6 separate regions of the Mus musculus genome follow, and regions 1, 2, 3, 4 and 5 are each linked to region 6. Evidence: chromatin contacts called from public Hi-C and HiChIP or PLAC-seq data. All regions are on one chromosome and are shown on one strand. Each heading gives the region's core, a stretch centred on a gene start, on an enhancer-like site or on the middle of the called end of the contact. The rest is flanking DNA. Distances are from core to core; before and after follow the strand shown.

The links. A called contact is a pair of places that touch in the nucleus more often than the background predicts. HiChIP or PLAC-seq counts read pairs in DNA pulled down with a chosen protein or histone mark.
Region 1: a contact with region 6 is called in an H3K27ac HiChIP or PLAC-seq map of microglia, with 5 times the contacts expected there. The contact joins the promoter of Polr1b here to the promoter of Sirpa in region 6. A contact is called at or near these places in 1 of 484 Hi-C or Micro-C datasets (cerebral cortex) and 1 of 115 datasets of contacts at active chromatin or transcription factors (microglia).
Region 2: an H3K27ac HiChIP or PLAC-seq map of acute myeloid leukemia shows a contact between it and region 6, with 2.4 times the contacts expected there. The contact joins the enhancer-like site here to the promoter of Sirpa in region 6. A contact is called at or near these places in 3 of 115 datasets of contacts at active chromatin or transcription factors (acute myeloid leukemia, bone marrow-derived dendritic cells and embryonic forebrain).
Region 3: an H3K4me3 HiChIP or PLAC-seq map of bone marrow-derived macrophages shows a contact between it and region 6, with 5 times the contacts expected there. The contact joins the promoter of Ckap2l here to the promoter of Sirpa in region 6. A contact is called at or near these places in 2 of 39 promoter capture datasets (macrophages and stem cell-derived epiblast-like cells), 1 of 484 Hi-C or Micro-C datasets (embryonic stem cells), 1 of 115 datasets of contacts at active chromatin or transcription factors (bone marrow-derived macrophages) and 2 of 9 other capture datasets (liver and macrophages).
Region 4: a contact with region 6 is called in a Hi-C map of uterus, with 3 times the contacts expected there. The contact joins the promoter of Chchd5 here to the promoter of Sirpa in region 6. A contact is called at or near these places in 1 of 484 Hi-C or Micro-C datasets (uterus) and 1 of 115 datasets of contacts at active chromatin or transcription factors (bone marrow-derived macrophages).
Region 5: an H3K27ac HiChIP or PLAC-seq map of microglia shows a contact between it and region 6, with 5 times the contacts expected there. The contact joins the enhancer-like site here to the promoter of Sirpa in region 6. A contact is called at or near these places in 1 of 39 promoter capture datasets (liver), 7 of 115 datasets of contacts at active chromatin or transcription factors (bone marrow-derived dendritic cells, embryonic forebrain, embryonic stem cells and 3 more) and 1 of 9 other capture datasets (embryonic stem cells).

Annotation. Positions count from the first base shown.
Region 1 is chr2:129,099,699-129,102,398 of GRCm38.p6, reverse strand. It overlaps Polr1b (polymerase (RNA) I polypeptide B), which reads right to left and starts at 1,403. Exons shown (of 15, transcript NM_009086.2): 1 at 1,136-1,403. The coding sequence starts at 1,312. It overlaps Gm46764 (predicted gene, 46764), which reads left to right and starts at 1,456. Exons shown (of 3, transcript NR_168333.1): 1 at 1,456-1,565.
Region 2 is chr2:130,039,309-130,042,010 of GRCm38.p6, reverse strand. Tgm3 (transglutaminase 3, E polypeptide) reads right to left here. Exons shown (of 13, transcript NM_009374.3): 10 at 1-254. Among named protein-coding and RNA genes, the nearest start is that of Mir6339, 24 kb to the right of the region's middle. Within about 2 kb of position 1,315, at least 28 of the 459 cell types and tissues checked have an H3K27ac peak or open chromatin away from gene starts, as enhancers often do. A contact at or near this core is called in acute myeloid leukemia, where this site is marked.
Region 3 is chr2:129,295,854-129,298,553 of GRCm38.p6, reverse strand. It overlaps Ckap2l (cytoskeleton associated protein 2-like), which reads left to right and starts at 1,342. Exons shown (of 9, transcript NM_181589.3): 1 at 1,342-1,449; 2 at 2,174-2,240. The coding sequence starts at 1,413. Gm14023 (predicted gene 14023) reads right to left here and starts at 1,184. Exons shown (of 5, transcript NR_040371.1): 1 at 1,152-1,184.
Region 4 is chr2:129,128,212-129,131,043 of GRCm38.p6, reverse strand. It overlaps Chchd5 (coiled-coil-helix-coiled-coil-helix domain containing 5), which reads right to left and starts at 1,344. Exons shown (of 4, transcript NM_025395.3): 1 at 1,187-1,344; 2 at 726-866; 3 at 478-643. The coding sequence starts at 1,188.
Region 5 is chr2:129,892,033-129,894,732 of GRCm38.p6, reverse strand. All of the region lies in intron 1 of Gm39933 (a long non-coding RNA gene), which reads left to right. Among named protein-coding and RNA genes, the nearest start is that of Gm39933, 3.6 kb to the left of the region's middle. Within about 2 kb of position 1,277, at least 71 of the 459 cell types and tissues checked have an H3K27ac peak or open chromatin away from gene starts, as enhancers often do. A contact at or near this core is called in bone marrow-derived dendritic cells and microglia, where this site is marked.
Region 6 is chr2:129,591,474-129,594,275 of GRCm38.p6, reverse strand. It overlaps Sirpa (signal-regulatory protein alpha), which reads right to left and starts at 1,437. Exons shown (of 9, transcript NM_001355158.1): 1 at 1,201-1,437; 2 at 582-672. The coding sequence starts at 663.

The DNA of each region.
Region 1 (2,700 bases), core at 154-2,653, 490 kb after region 6:
TGGATTAGTCGCAGCATTTCCCTTGTACTCCTGACTCAGAAAGCGCCACATCTTAGAGCAGTTCTCAAAGAATATGGCACTGACTGCTTGCTGGTGCCTGCTACCGTTACACAACCAACATCCAAAGTGAGGAGCAATTACACCTGAGAGGTGTCTTACTCTCAGAGTGCCGTGCCAGGAAAAACTAAAGATGCCAACAAAAAGAGACCTTCCCCGTCCTTACTCTGCTACCACTGTTACAATGATTCCCCTGGACTTTTTATCTTCCTCAACATGACCAACTCAGAACAGGTGGCAAGTTTTCCTCTTGCAAATTCTTAAAGAGAAAGAAAGCGGGCAGCGAACGCCTTTAATCCCAGCACTCGGGAGGCAGAGGCAGGCGGATTTCTGAGTTCGAGGCCAGCCTGGTCTACACAGTGAGTTCCAGGACAGCCAGGGCTATACAGAGAAACCCTGTCTCGAAAGAAAAAAAAAAAAAAAAGAAAGAAAGAAAGAAAGAAAGAAAGAAAGAAAGCAAGCAAGCAAGCAAGCGGGCGATGGTGGCACACACTGTTAATCCCAGTGCTCGGGAGGCAGAGGCAGGCAGATCTCTGAGTTCGAGGCCAGCCTTGGTCCACGGAGCTCCAGGGCAGCAAACGCTACACAGAGAAACCTTATCTCGAACCGTCTCCATTCTCCCGCCCCAAAAAGAAAACTTTAAGGGAAGCAAACTGAAGGATGTGCTTGCTGCAGTCTGTCTGATCAGCTTGGAACCTTGTGAGGTAGTTTTAGAACGTAAGACTCCAGGTGTGAAAAGGCGCGAGTGCTGGGAATGGTGGAAAACACAGTTCCAAAAAGATCACTTCCTCACTCTCATCTCACAGTACCCAGAAATGGTTCGCCCCAAACCAGACTCGTACTCATATATAAATCCAGGAGTCACAAATACAAGTTTCCCTACACCACTAGGCTTATGAGTTGCTTTTTTTCTCTGAACTACCCAAAGCAATGCAGGGTGAGTTCACGTCCCTATTTGTGGTCATACTGTAGGCACCCCTCACCCCCCCACCCCCCGGCCACTTCTCCCAACCGCAGGGACGCTCCAGGACCCCCCAGGCCAAGGGTAGAGCTCTGGAGCGCAGTGCACGGCACTCACCTGCACCGCGTGGCTCAGCCCCTCCAGCGCCGCGTAGTTGAAGGAGTCCACGTGCGCCCGCGTCAGGTCCTGCAAAGCTGCCTTTTGCTGCTCTGGGGGAATCCCGTACGAGGGGTCGGTTAAATGCTTTAGGCTGGGCCCGCTGGGCAGGTTCCGCCACCGGCCGTCGACATCCATGCTTCTGCCAGTCCCGGACGGGAGACCGGAGCTAGGACGCTACTCGTGGCTGGCTGGAATGGCCGGACCAACCCCACAGCCACCCTACCCCGTGGCCTTCTGGGAAATGTAGTTCCTCTTGTTCGGCCCGCCCCACACTGGTCCTTTCTTTTCTCAGAGTCGACTGGAAACTTACACCATGGCGTGATTAGACCGGTTAAAACTACGCGCAGACATGAAGACACGCCTTTAATCCCAGCAATCAGGAGGTCAGGTATCTGTGAGTTCGAGACCAGTCTGGTCTACAAAGAGAGTTCCAAGTCATTCAGAGTAGTTACACAGAGCTGTCTTGAAACACCGGGGTGGGGGTGGGGGTGGGGGTGGGGGTGGAGAGAGAGAAAGAGGCTTCGCTGTTTTGTAACCTGCAAACCATACTAAATCCTGCTCCACTTTAGTGTGTGACCTCTGTGACCCATATTAGCTTAATTCGTTAATTAGGACCTGATACAAGACGTATCTTTAAAGGTTCCCTTCTGTCCCATTCTGGAGTTTTCCTATTGCACCCTGATGCAGACCTCAGGAGACTCTGGATTCTTGGCTTCAACTAAAATGGAGGTGTGGGGCACCAACCTGTCATTTCTTCTCAACTTGTCTGTTTATTAAAATAATATTTATTTATTTATTTTTGTTTCTTTGTTTTTTGAGTCAGGGTCTCTATGTAGTCCTGGCTGTCCTAGACCAGGCTGGCCTGGAACTCACAGAGGTCCATTGTCTTTGCCTGAGTGCTGGGTTAAAGGCATGTGTCACCCCCAGCCCCCTCTTTCTCAAGTCTTTGTTTTTTTGTTTAGTTTTTCTCATACATTGCATTCCAACTGCAGTTTCCCCTCTCTCCACTCCTCCCAATCTTCCTCCCCACCCCCCTTCTCCTCCAGATCCACTCCTCCTCTATTTCCCTTCAGAAAAGAGCAGGCCTCCCTGGTATATCAACTGAACATGGCATAACAGGTTACAATAACACTAGGCACAATCCCTCATATCAAGTCTGGACAAAGCAAATCAATAGAAGAAAAGGGGTCCCAAGAGCAGGCAAGAGAGTCCAAGACAGCCCCTGCTCCTACTGCCAGAAGTCCCCCAAGAGCACCAAGCTATACATCCATAACATGAATGCCGAGGACCTAGCTCAGAGCCACACAGGCTCCAGGACTGTCTCTTCAGTCTCTGTGAGCCCCTCTGAGCCCTGCTTAATTGATTCTGTGGGCTGTGCTTATGTCTACTCAACTCTTAATGCATGAAGCACATCAGCAGGACGGCAAGCAGTAACCAGGCCATGCTACCCAGAAGAAAGGAAGCCACCCCAGCCTGCTTCTGGGCAATCAAGAGCAAGAGGTAGGAAGGTGGTTGGATAGTGT
Region 2 (2,702 bases), core at 66-2,565, 450 kb before region 6:
GGTACCATTGTAGACGATGGTCCAGGCTGTCATGTTCATCGTCACTGTCTTCCTGTCATTAGTCATGTTTTTGAGCATCAGGGACAGACTGACTTCTTTGCCTACTGCCAGTATCCCCGTGACCTTGAACTTCCCAGAAATGCTGGGCTCCTTGTCTTCCCCTTCTGGATTCCTCGAAGATGTTGCGCCGAAAGATGCGTTAGGTTTGAGTTTGTCCAAAGCCTTTTGGTGCACTTGTCTTTCCTCACTGGAACCTGTGCATTGGCGAGGGAAACAAAAACTAAACAAGGGTACCTCAGAGATATAGCTGCAATTCAGACAATGGACAGTGCGACCCGCCTGGAAAGTGGCCTAGATCTAACATTGACACTACTTCTACCTGTCCAAAATGCTCCCAGCAAGGGTCTAATCTTGTCAGGTCTCCATTAACCCTTCTTAGTATAAGGCTTCCAGGCCAGCTGGGCTGTGGTCCCTTTTCAATCAAGTCTATACCCTTGGGAAGCCACTGAGAAAGCTAGGTCAGTTTCTGCAAACATTACTATGGGGCTTCATTATTTCCTTGTTTTAAGTTAGTTTTTTTTTTCATTTTCTACCTCCCTTCCTCCCTCCTTCCTTCCATCTCTTTCTCACTTCCTTTCTCGTTCTTTGACTGGAAGGTCTTTTCCTGAGACTTGAAGAACAAACCGATCATTTAAAAGCAGACAACAAAACTGAATGGAGAGAATTGAGAATGAATCCATAAGCAAAGCCAGACTCAGGAGGAAGAACTCCAAATCCCGTCCCCACGTTCCCCAGGCTGTGTCTAGAGGCACTTTGAGAGTCAGCAAGTGACACTTTTGTCTGTGCAAGTCAGCAAGAACATCCTGAGGCTGATGAGGTTCTAAGTCATGGCTAGTTTGAATTGCTGAGATGTTTGGAGTCTCAAAAACCACAAGGGCTCAAACAAAGGGTGCATTCCCTGACTCTATAGGTGCTGCTGACTATGGCAGCAGAAGTAGTGAGAGGACAGCACTGGTGACACCCTAAAGGCTCGGCACACTGGGAACAGAGCAAACAACTCCAAGCTCAGGCTGACTAAGCAGTTCACCGGCTGCTCCTGGCCTTGACCTGCAGACACATGTACCATACAGCAGAAGGTCTTGGCCTCCCAAGAGGACAGAAGAGTGACCATGTTGGCATGTATGGATCCTTAGGCTTTCCTAAAACCAACTTGTGAAAGTTTCAAAGTAAACCAGAAGGCTTAAGATAAGTCCTCTCCAAGTCAGTGAGTCCTTTCCATGAATTATGTAAATTCCCTGGCAGGGACTTCAGAGGCTCATGCAATCTAAGGGAAGCTACTGGTTTGGGCTACTCTGGGATTTAGATGAAGAAAGGGAGGGACTCATCTCCAGAGATCTGGAGCCTGGTCTAAGGCTCCTCCCTTGTACCCACCCTGCTGAAAGCAAGAGGCTAGATTACCCAGCTTGAGAGCTCCCGGAGGGTCAGGTTCCTCTGACTGCCCTTCCATCCTCTCTGACTGAGCTGTCAGTCCACACCCAAAGCTGAAGGCTCTACTGAGCCTCTGAGCCTCTTTGCGTGAGTCCCCGAAGCAGGCTTTGGACAAGGAGGTTCCAGAGCCTATATAGGTCACCTGCTGAGCTTACTCAAGACTATGCTTCCTGCTGCTGTTTTCTCACCGCAGTATTGCTATTGTGCAAATGCTTAGCAACCCATTTTTATGAGCTTTTCCTGCCTGGGGCTCTCTGAGACCAACTGGCATTATTAGGCAAGAAGATGTAGGTAACGTCAGATAGCTGTTCCATCCTGCTGTCACGCATGAGCAGAGGTCCTGCCAAGAGTCCTGGAGGGAGCTTCCTACTAGGCTTCCCTCCATTGCTTAGAAGGTTTCTAGGACTTCAGAGTCACAGGATCAATATGTGAGAGTAGTAGGGAAAGTCACAGGCTCATACAGCCAGGAGAGCAGCAGTACATAAACAAAAGAATCTGTGGAAAGGTGTTATTCCAGGGAAGGTAAGGGAAGGTATCCAAATGGATGGAGCTCACCATCCTAGTCATTAAGTCCTTACTGTGTGCCAAACACTCTACTCTGTGTGCATTTTTGTATTGGAATCCAACCCAAGAGAGACACTGCTATTCTTGTTTGGTTGGCCGGGGAACAAGAAAATCAGAGATAATACAAAGCCTGTTATAAGTGGTAGGTAGGATGAGAGTCTCCTTCTGTCCTGGATTGTTTCCTGTTCCCCATGCTTGTCTTACACCATGCTATTGAAATTACCAGCCTGGCACCTGCCTCGCCAGTGACACCATCTGCTGAGATTTATCTACAGGGTACCTGGAGTAGGCACTCAGACTGTGAAAGTTGTCAGATAGTTTATTACAGCAGGCATGATCTCTTTCCAATGTTCTACCATTCTCAAACAAGTGTATTTCTATTTCAGAGAATTTCAACAGTGTTTACAGACCACAAAGTGTCCATCCACTGGTACCTAGAGTGGACACCTCTGGTCTCAGAGTTAGACTCCACCTTCAAGAGACAGTTTTCTCCTTTGAACACTGACCAATAGTCAGCAGTTGTCGGAGATTCGGTCTGATTTTTAGAAGCACACTTTTCTTTCACCCTTCCCTCTACCACTTCCTAGAAATTTCTGTGAGGATCATTTGAGTCTTGAGTCAACTTTCCCCAAGTATTTTAGAAAGAGCAA
Region 3 (2,700 bases), core at 93-2,592, 300 kb after region 6:
GGGAAAGTCTTGTCACACAAGTGGATGTCGGGATGTCAGACCCTATGGAGCTAGAGTTACAGGCAGATGTGTTATGTAATATGGGTGCTGGGAACCAACTCTGGTGGCCTGCCAGAGCACTGCATGCTCCTTACCCCAGCCATCTCAGCGCTTTTTATCATATTAAAAAACAAAAACAAAAGCAAAAACTTTTGTGATTTTTTTTTTATTCTCCTTCACTCACCTGATAATGTTTAGGTATGCCAGTGATAACCTTTTCCTTCTCTTTCCTTCATGATTTTTTTTTTCTTTCTAGCAGGCCTTTGTTAGCATTTTAACTTTACCTTGTAGATGTTTTTCTGTTTAAATAAACTATTATGTTTCCATGTTTTATTTCCATTCTTAAATTTATATAATTCTGTTCTTTACATTTTCTATTAGGAAATCTTTGTTATTCTTTTAAAAACTCTTCTAACCCCTTGCCCTTTTCTCTTCCCACCATAACATCCTTCTCCAATAAATATCTTTTACGAGATTTGCTGCCTCATATGACTTTCGCGTTGGAAGAAGCCAAGAAGCAATTGACAGAGGAAGGGAAGAAACAAAGAAGTGGAGCGGGGCAGAGGCTCCTGAGCTCCTGGGCTGAGCTGGAGATACCCTCCCCTGGGAACTGCACTGCCTCAGCTGACGAGGCTTCCTCTCAAAGCTGTGTGGTTCCCCGGCTCTGATGTCTCAGGGTGTCCTTCCACAGGAATACCTTCTGACCCTCAGAGCTCTGTGGTTTCTGGGTTTCCGAGTCTCAGGGTGCCTTTCCAAGGGGACACTGTCCCACCTCAGAGCTGTGTGGCTCCTGAGCTCCTGTGTCTTAGGATGCCCTTCCCTTGAGACACTTTTGACAGATTGCGCCATTTTGACAGCTCCCGCGAGCTGCTCAGGGACTACACGGAGTTATGTTGTTTCTGTCCGGTATTCGGCTACAAGAATGAGAACAATAACTGATACGGACCATTTTCGTTTGGCATGCTATTATTTGCAGCCAAAGCCAGCCTAACTGATAGCACAGAGACTTAGGCTCCGGCTTGTTTCTCCCCGTTTCTTCAACTGTCACAACCGTCCTTAACCCAAATTTGGCTACAATTAGAGCCACTCCTCCGCCAGCCAGCATCACCCACCAGCTCCCACCTCAGAGGCACCGCTGCGGAAGTGACCTAGCCATAGGGCGGGCCTTCTCAGAAACTCTCCAATCGCAGAGCCTCAGGGGAGGTCCCCAGTGGGAATCGCCGAATGTCCATTTCCTGTTATCCCGCCCTCTCCGTCTTTTTATTGGCGAATTTCAAAGTCGCGGAAGCCAATAGGAGCGTCCAGACGGGCGCCCGGTTCTCGTACTAGAACAAGGCGCGCCCTTTGAAGGAAGAAACTGTCGCCGTAGAGCCATGGTGGGGCCCGGCCCCACTGCCAGCGCAGCCGCGGGTAAGTGTGGTCGGCAGCCTCCAGAAGCTGCCAGGCCTCCCCCGCCTGCTTCAGTCTCCCCCGAGCTCAGTTAGGTTAAGGACGCTGGACCCGGGCCACGGCGAGGAGCGGCGCGCTCCGTTGCCGCAGGGGGACACCCCTGCATTGCTAGTTATGGCCAGAACTTTGACAGCAGTCAGGTGGCAGGTTCGGCCCCAGTCCGAGTCTCTGCAGGTTCACTGATAAAATGTGCGCTGTCTGGAGGTTGATTGATAAACTGTGGGCTGAGGCTTAAGGATGCTGTGAACCCTGGCCTCCGAGGGACCTGGAGCCCTTTCTACCTCTCCAGTATGCCCCTCCCCCGTGTCACCTTTGAGATGCACACTCTGTCCTCACTTATGGGCCTGCGGTTCTGCGCACCGTCCTAGGCACACAATTTGTAACTCAAGGGTTAAAAAAAAAAGTCTTGATTCCAAATCCTGGCTTTGCTGCACATTAGTGGGTAAATTTAAGCCTGTCACTTCATCTGAGTTTCAAACAGCCAAATACCTCATAGGATTGATGGTTAGTGTAAACAGCTTAGTAAAGAGCTTGGCACCAGGCTGATACCGTTGGTATTGAAAGCAAGCATAACAGGACTGGTGACTTTATCAAAGCCAAAATAGCTACAGGGAAGTATCATATTTAAAGATATAAAGGGTTTTCTGTAATGTTTTTGGTGTTTGCTCGTGTCCATGTTTTACAGAAGAACGGTGGCAGAAGCTCCAGGAGTACCTGGCAGCCAAGGGAAAGCTAAAGGACCCCAACGCCAAGTGAGTTTACCTTCCCATAGTTACACTGGCTTTGTTGCCCCGGTTGCTAACAGCAATGAACGGACCAGCCCTTCTGTTTCCAGTCTGTTTGACTTGCATCATGGTGAATCCTGTAATAACAAAAGGAGCATTTCAGTCCTTGATTTCAGGCATGACTTAAAAAACAAAACAAAACAAAAAACCAGCAACCCCTAGGCAGTGCTGTCTATTGGCAGAAATTTAAGCATTTTTTTTCCTAACAGTCTCCAAAGGAAGGAAGGCTCTACACTACACTGTTACCCACATCTCTGGAAGCTCTTCTGGTTCCTTCTTTCTCCTGGGAAAGTTGGTTCCCAGCAGCGCAGATTTTGATCAAGAAACTGGAGGGCATTTCTATGGTGTGTGCTTACGAAGACAGGAGAGTTGGTTATGGTCAGTCCACAACAGTGGCATGCCAGCGTCCTCCCAACTTGTCCTTTGG
Region 4 (2,832 bases), core at 95-2,594, 460 kb after region 6:
ATGTATTTATGTATTGTATACATTAGCAAGATCCTTTTCTGTGCACCCCTCCACCTCACCCCCTCACCCCTACCAGCACAGCTGGAAAGTAGTGAAGGGGACACAGTGGCTGAGGAAAGGAAGAACACAGGATCCAGTAAGAATCAGGGACTTTGTTCCAGTGTGAATTGGTGGCCACCAGAGAGTTTTAAGCAAGGGATTATCATTACTAGAATCCAGGTCATTATATGGAACACAGAGGGTCTGGCAAGCCGGGGAAAGGCTGGGGCAGGTGCCCTGGCAGAGGGGAGTGTGAAAGGTGGTGACAAGCAGAGGCATGTCCACTCGGGGACAGAGAACCATGGTTTTTAGATTCTTGGATGCATAGCCAAGGCCATGTATGGGAATGGGGCTGGGACTGGTTCTGGAAGGTATTTAAACTAGAAAATGAAGGGAGTTGTGAAAGGAAAAAGCTACGATCAAGTTAGCCTCCTTTACCTCTCCAGTTGTGGGTGAACTTGGTGGCTGCACCTGCTCTGCACACTGCAGGAAGCGGCGCATGTGTTCAGCACAGTTGCCCACTGCTGCCTCATTCAAGCGAAGACACTTCTCAAAGGCTTCAAAGGGCTCAGCACAGGCCTGGCGGATCTGGCGGATGATCGGGCTGTGGGGGGTAGGGCATTTTAGACCCTGAAGCATTCAAACCCTACTGCCTGGCACCCTCTAGCCCCCAGTTGTACACTCACTGGGAGGACGTGCAGCGAGCAATGCTCATCTTAAGGTGGTGACAATCTCGATGCCACGACTCTGGCTTGGCTGCCACACATTGGCCATACTGATCCAGCTCTCGGCTGCAGTATCGAGCAGTGACTTCCAGGGCTGCCTGCCTGTGGGACAGGGTAAACTGAAGATAATCTCAAGAGAAGGCAAGAAAGAGTTCTGATTTTGATCTGTGATTGGACTAGTCTGGATTGGGGGTGGGGGGTGTAAAGATCCTGTGATAGGGACAACCAACGAGGGGCAGAAATAAGCGCCGATCCCTGCGCGTTGTGGAACAAGGTGGGATTTCCCGGGAGATCGTGGAAGTCCTAAGACAAAAAGTCTGGCTATTGTGAAGCAGGCCTGGAGTCTTGAATTCAGTCATTTCCCGTTGGGGACCGTGCAGTCTGACAAGCATGATCTAGAGTTATAGGGAGTTGTAACTCACATCTCCAGGCGAATTCAAGCGCCGATCAGTCAGGGAGAAGAGACCCGCCTTTTCCGGTATCAGGTTGTTATGGCGGCGCCCAACCCAGACCTCCTGGCCTCACTCTTCCGGTCGTCGAGCGTCCCTGCCACTCATCCCACATTGGTCCAACCTTCATGGCTGTGTCCTGCTTTGCTTTCCGCCTCACTGCCTATCCGGGAGGAGGCCCCTGTAACTACTTCCGGTCCGTCAGCTATTTTAGTTTATTTACTTCCGGCTTGTGGTGGTCGCGTTTAGTGATCACCGGAAGCAGGACTTCGGCCGTGATCGAGCAGCCAGGCACAGAGCACCAGAGCTGGTTCCCTGTAGGTCAGATCTACAGCCGCTCGCGCTGCCACTTTCCCGGCTGGAGTTGAGGCCACCGGCCCGCGTGACTATGGCTCGGCACACGCTGCGGCTGAGGCGGCAGCTGTGCCCGCCGCTGCTAGTTTAGGAACACGGGGATTGCCCTCTCAGGCTGAGCTACCAGTGGCTTTCCGCCACTGCGTATTCTCCTCCTGACTTTAGTTCCAACTTGACGGAAAGGAATGATCTTAAACGCCACATTGGGCTTCCCATCCGATTATTCACTCAGACATGTCCTTTTCCTGCCATAGGTGGTAAAGGCAGGATGAGAGTGGGTTTTATTGCTTGCTCCTTGCAATCGTGCACAAATTATTTTCTTTGTAATTTCCTTAGGTGGTGTTTGCACCCTCTCCACATTTGCCTTCAGATTATAGGGCTAGACCTGGAAGTTCATTTCCCTGTAAGGCTAAATATTCCTCATATGGAGAGGCCTAAGCTAGAGAAAATGAGCGGTAAGGTGATTACCTTAGCACGCAGTTGTAAAATGAGAACGACTGCTTTGGCCTTCATAATATACAGTGACACTTTCATTTTTGGGAAACTTGACACTCCACACTTCTAGTTTCCTTTTGTCTGGTTGCTGTCAAAAGAGTCATTAAGAATGGAATGGAGAGAACTAGATAACCCTAAGGTTTGAAGTGAAGCGGATCTGAGAAATGCAGGTCTCAAGAGTGCTTCTGTTACTGGGGTTCCCTTCTGGGGAGCTCATTAATGAAAGAACTTTAAAAGGTACTCATTTAGGACAATCAAGGGCAATGTTATTGGTCTGAGAGAAAACACCAGGACAGGCACGCTGTAAATGTCAGTAGCCGCTAAGAGGGAGCAGGAAAAGGAAACTAGGGACATGTGTGTGATGTACATGTGTGCAGGCAGAGGCTGGCGGCAGGTGGCTTCCTCTATTGCTTGACACCTGAAGCTTTTTGGAGACAGGGTGTCACTGAACCTTAAAACCCACCAGTGAACATCCAGGAGCTGTCTCCTCATCCCAACACTGGGATTCCAAGTCTGCCCTACCATGCCTTTTCTGCAGGTTTTTATGCAGGTGTTGGAGATCCACAACTCAGGTCTTCCTGCTTGCATAGCAAGCACTTTAGTCAGCCATTCCTTCACTCCCTCCCCTATTTCTTATGAAATCAGGTAACTATCTTATGACGCAATAATTGCTTCTTGAACGTTTGTCCCAGATACAAGAAGTTTATATCTACACACAAGCATGCATGTGGCCTTCCAGAGAAGCTTTCTCTCTTAGTGCCCCAAACTGG
Region 5 (2,700 bases), core at 28-2,527, 300 kb before region 6:
ATCTGAGGTAGAAATTGCCAGTTCTGGCAAGCATTCCTGGGTTCAAGCTAGACAAAAGTACACCCACATAATTAAGACTGAAGAGACAGGTCAGTCAGGACAAGTGGCCGGCCTGACCTCACATCTCCTGGGAAGCAGAGGTCTACATGTTCAAGGTTCTTGCTCCATTCGAGCACACCAAGAACAGCCATCTTTTTCTCCTTTTTGCTTTCTAACTGGACCAGAGTCCTCCCCCTCCCCCTGACTCCACACCTCCCTTGGTGGTATTAGAGTCTATAGTTCAACCACCTAATGGGTTCCCTCCTTAACCACCTAATGGGTTCCCTCCTCCCTAGGGATTGGTACATTACTTGGACTTTATCTTTTGTAAGTGAGTGATACGTTTTAGCTGAGAAAACGGAGCAGCGAGTTCCAAACACCACCCTCACATTAAATGCCGGGCCACGCTGACTCAGGGCCGCTGCGTGTCTCTGTTTCTTAGGAGGAATAAAACGGTTGATTAGTTTTTGCCTCTGCCCATTTATCTGTTAGAACTGATAAAAAAACACCACTAACATTTACAGCCAGAATTGAATCTGCATTCTAAGCACTTAAGCACAAAGCCATTTTCCAGACATCTTGTTGATGTTTTATTTTCTCCATTTAGACTGCAGCCTGCAGGGACAGCGGCTGGATTTGTAATGATCCAGAGAAAATTTGACAGCAGATCTCACTGTCGCTCGCACTGCTATCAGCACTACCGACCATCTCGGGGCACCTATGTCTTTAGCAGAATACAATTTTTTGAAGATAGTTTAAAAAAAAAACTTCTACTTTATTGCACCAGTTATTACACCACATTTGATCTCACTTAGCTCTGTATTGGCTTCAGGATGTCATGGCCATAAACCACAGGGAAAATGAGGATCAAAGTGGCCCCCAAACTGCCTAAAGTCATACCGAGAGTGACCATTGTCTGTGCCTATTCATGCTATCCTTGGGTAAGGTCCAGTGTTACTATAAATAGTCCCCCAAACGGTCCTCCTCTTAGGGCTTCCGAGTCAGAGCTAGAGTGTCATACTGCAGAAGGCTGATAGACAAGGGGGCACTGAAATACACAATCTACGCAAGTGAATCCCATCAGGCCCTGAACGAGCAACTCCCCAAAGATGCTCAGCTACTGACATCTGAAAAAGCTTTTACTTTGACAAATTACGCATCCCATTTCCTCTTCCATCTTCCGTCTGTGAAGCGGTAGTGAAATCAGCTTTGTCATTCCTTCTTAGGCAACCAGCCAGACTGAGCCAAGATTGAAACTGAGAACTGGAGAGTTCTGCTTCTTACAGAACCTGGAAACAAAGCTGGGCTGCGCCCTTTTTGACTTGCAACCTGTTTTCTACATGTAGAGAAAGGCCCTGTGGGCTTGAGGAGGGCAGGGCTAGAGGAAGGCATGCCAGCTGCTGCCACTGACTGTTAAGGATAGAGGACTAGTCCTGTCTGTGGCTTTGCACATATGGTTTCGTCAACACAGGTCTGTTAAATGGCTATAGCCTCCAGGCCTCCCATCTTTCTCATGAGATATAGGAGATGAAAAAAAAAAAAAAACCTATTTTCAATTAAAATAAACCAAAAAGCCCAGAAACGCAGTGATCATAAATAAATAAATTTAATTAAATATAGAGACTCAGACTGCACTGTTTAGCCAAGATCTGCTGCCAGGTTTCTCTGATAGTTTCATTTTCACATCAGAATTCCCAGGCCCACCTCTTCTCTGTCCTTCTCCGGCCATCATCGACCAGGTTCACGGCTGCCCACCCCTCTCAATGCTCTGACTCTCAGTTTTGAAGGAGAATGGCAGCTGCCGTGATGGCTTGGGTCAGGTATGATTCATTCGGCATCTCCGTGTAGGCACCCACTTTGGGTTCAGCTTCACTGCCTGGCATTGAGAAAGCAGAGTCTTATACTTGTCCTTGGAGGCCAATGGTTACAGGTGGTTGTAATCTGTAAGTCCATACAGAGTAAGCAATATGAAGTGAAAAGTTTATTCCACTGAAATGTGGAGACCGGTCCTTTTCTAAGAACAGCCAGAGAGTAAGTGAAAATTCTCTTCCTTTCCCCTCCTCCCTTCCTCCTCCTCCTCTTCATTTTTAATTTTGTTTGTTTATTTATTATATCCCTAGATGTCCTGGAATTCAGTACATAAACCAAGCTGGTCTTGAACTCACAAACATCTGCTTGCCTCTGTCTTTAGGTTGGAATCTTTACAAAGAGAAAACTAAAGGAAAATAGACCTTCTGAAAAGCATAGTAATAAGAGACTTTGACAAAGGACAAATGGAGGGTCCCATACTTTCAAAACCTTGAAGCCTACAGATAGCTGAGCAGGCAATAGGTCAGGGAGATCAATTTTCCTTCTGGTGGTTCAAATCCAGGCTTGGAAAGAAGATCCTTGTTGCCCCTGATTGGTAGAATTCTTTCTTTTCTCAAGTGAAGGATTTGTACCTGTCCATGCATTGGTTCATCATCTATAGGTAATTTCTTTCTTTCTCTCTTTCCTTCTCTCTTTTTCTCTCTCTTTCCTTTCTTTCTCTCTCATTCATTCATTCATGCCATTTGTCTTATACACTGCACTTGACATTAGCAATGTACATTCAACTAGCCTAAAAAGACAGATCACTGTCCAGGCATAGAAAAAGCAGGAGGAATAAATTGTGTCTATAAA
Region 6 (2,802 bases), core at 188-2,687:
AGGCAGGGGGGTGGCGGGGAGGAGACCATCCAGAGAGGGCTGTGCCCACCACAGGTAAATCCACTGTGTCTCCCAAGGGTCCGTGGATTACTCCGGCCTCTCTTCCTGTCTCTACCTCCATACACTAACCCTGCTTGCTCTGGTACTAGGGCGAAAGCTCACTCTTCCCCCATCCCAACAGCTCAACAGCGCGCCCAACCTCTGCCCCGACCCTCTCTCCAATCAAGTCTAGCAAGGGAGCATATGGGGAAACCAGGAGCCCGATTGCCCAAAGCAATTGCCAGTCTGCTTCCCCATTCAGGTTTGGCAAAGGGTACGGTAAACCAACTCATTCCTATACCCCGCAGCCCAACGCTGGGCTACCCAGTCACAGTCCACAAGGCAGATCCGGATAAGAAGAGTTCTATCCCGGCTTCTAGCCTAGGCTATGTGACCTTGGGCAAGTGGCTGACCCTCTCTGGGCCTCAACTCTGCATCTGTAACCCCCGTTACAGGGATTTGTCGACATTAGCTTAGCGACAGTGTGCGGGGCCTGAGCCCGCAGCTTGGGGAGGGTGGCAGTAGGAGCTGAGGGTGCTTACCTGTACAGAAACAGGACGCGGAGAGCAGCAGGCAGAGCAGCAGCGGCCCTAGGCGGCCAGGGGCCGGGCCGGCGGGCTCCATGGGCCGCGGCTGCAGAGCAAGGAGGGAGAGCGGCGGTGAGCGCGCTCGGCAGGCGGGCGGGCGGCGCGGGCGAACGACTAAGGCCCCTCCCCCTCCGCTGCCCCCCAGCGCCACCGCCCGGCGGGGTGATCTGACCCCCTCCCACAATGAGACGCCGCCGAGCGGGGAGACTCCGGGAGCGTGACGCCGGGCCAGGCCGGCGGGAAAGGGGAGCGGACCCGAGGGAGCCAGGCGCAGAGCCAGAGGCACGGGGGCGGGGGAGCGGATAGCGAGGGAGAAGGAAAGAGGGGGAGAGGAAGAGGGAGAGGGAGCGGGGACGGAGATCGGAGAGCAAGCGCGAGCGGGGACAGCTCGCAGAGCGAGTGCGGGCTGTGCGGAGCCGTCGCGAGGCCAGCGCGAGGGCGGCCCGGCCGAGCGCCCCCTCCTCGCGCCCGCACCTTCCCGCCCGCGCCCCAGTGCGCCCCGCGAGCTGCGCCGCCCGCCTCGGCTCTGCGCGAGCCCGCTCTGCCCGTGCGGGTCCCCGCCAGCCGCTCGGACCTGCGCCGCCGCGCGCAGGGCTGCCAGGCGGTGGAAGCACCGCTCCCTCTGCCCAGAGGCTGGCCGCGCACCACTTTGCGCAAACTTGTTTTTCTGAGGTCGGCGCGGCGGGCTGGCTACTTGGTCCTCTTAAGGTGGACTGGGGAAGTGGCGGCCGATCGCCCCCTGGTCTCGGCCTCTCACCCGGCCAGTCCTTAGACTCCAGTGGGCAAGAGGCTGCCCGCGGCAGGGGAGCTTGCAAGGGTGGAGAGTGGAGGGGGCGGGGAGGTTTGCTTTCTGCCCCTCCCCGAGAGGCCCTGCTTGTGTGTCCCAAAGCCGAAGGTCGGCCTCCGGGTGGGCGTGAGTCCTAGGGGCCCAAATCTTTCCTAGCTGGCCCCGAGGTATAGCAAAAGCAGGAAGTAAATGCAGGGGGAAGGGGGAGAGGAAGGAGAGAGTGATGGTACAAAAATAGCGTGTGTGTAGGAAGGACTTCAGTGCCTCTTGGTAAAGACGCGCTGGGGGAGAGGAGCAGCAAAAATGCTGTGGCAGGGAAAGGAGAGGGGCAGGGCTGGGCCCTAGGGAGGAGACAGACCAGAGGCCTTCTATCAGGGAGAATAGATTGGAGGTGGAGAGGGCCCAGGCAGCACTGTACTAGGAGAGACCTGGGCTGCAAAATAGTTACCCTAATGAGGAAGAGGAGGGACAGGAGAGCCTATCCCAAAGGACAGAGCCTCTGGATGCAAAATGTACCCTAGCTCTGGATTTCCATGAGCTAGGTCAGGTGCTTGGTTAATCGGCAGAAGGCTGGGCACCAAGGCAGGGAAGAGGAATCAAGACCCTCTCTTATTAACTGGAGAGTTTCTGAGTTGGAAGTTCAGAGATAGCAAATTTTGCTTCTCACAATGGTGGTTGAGGGACATAATGAAGCAAGACAGGCCCTACTGGCCCATCCTCTCAATAAAGAGGATGTTTAGGGGCAGAGGAGTGGAGGATGATTGCCTAATGATGTAGAAAGCCCCTTATGCAATGGTGCGCGCGCACGCACACACACACCACAGAGTCCTCTGCACCCATGACCAAAAGCCTGGGAGATTTTTTAGTTTTTTTTCTTTCTTTTCTTCTTTTATTGTTTGTTTGTTTGTTTGTTTTTGAGAGGCAGGAAGGGTGCATCTGTTGAACCCAGGACCCAGCTTCCAAGCCTTAGATCGTTCCTCCTGGTCTAAGAAGCTGCAGTCTTGGAGAAAGACCTTGTTTCTGTGTCTCTGCTCTTTTTAAAGCAGACCAGGCCAACATAAGCAGCGACCCAGAACTGCCACTGGGAGAGTTACATGAGCTGATATTTGCACTGCATTTTAAGAAGAGCCTACCATGTACCAAGGGCAAGGACAGTGTTTGAGAAGTGTTTGGCAGCAGCAATCCTTAAGGGACCATGGGGCAGCCCTAGCAGGAAGATTAGTTGTATTTCTTTGGACCTAGGGGATTACAAGAACTCACTTGCAGACTGGGAGAAGGTGCAGGGGAAGACAAGAATGAACAGAGGAGGTCTTGTAGGGAGTGTAGGTTACAAGTGCACATGTGTGTCAGCTTGGTTAGGTAAGGGCAACAGTATGTGGCTAGCACGTC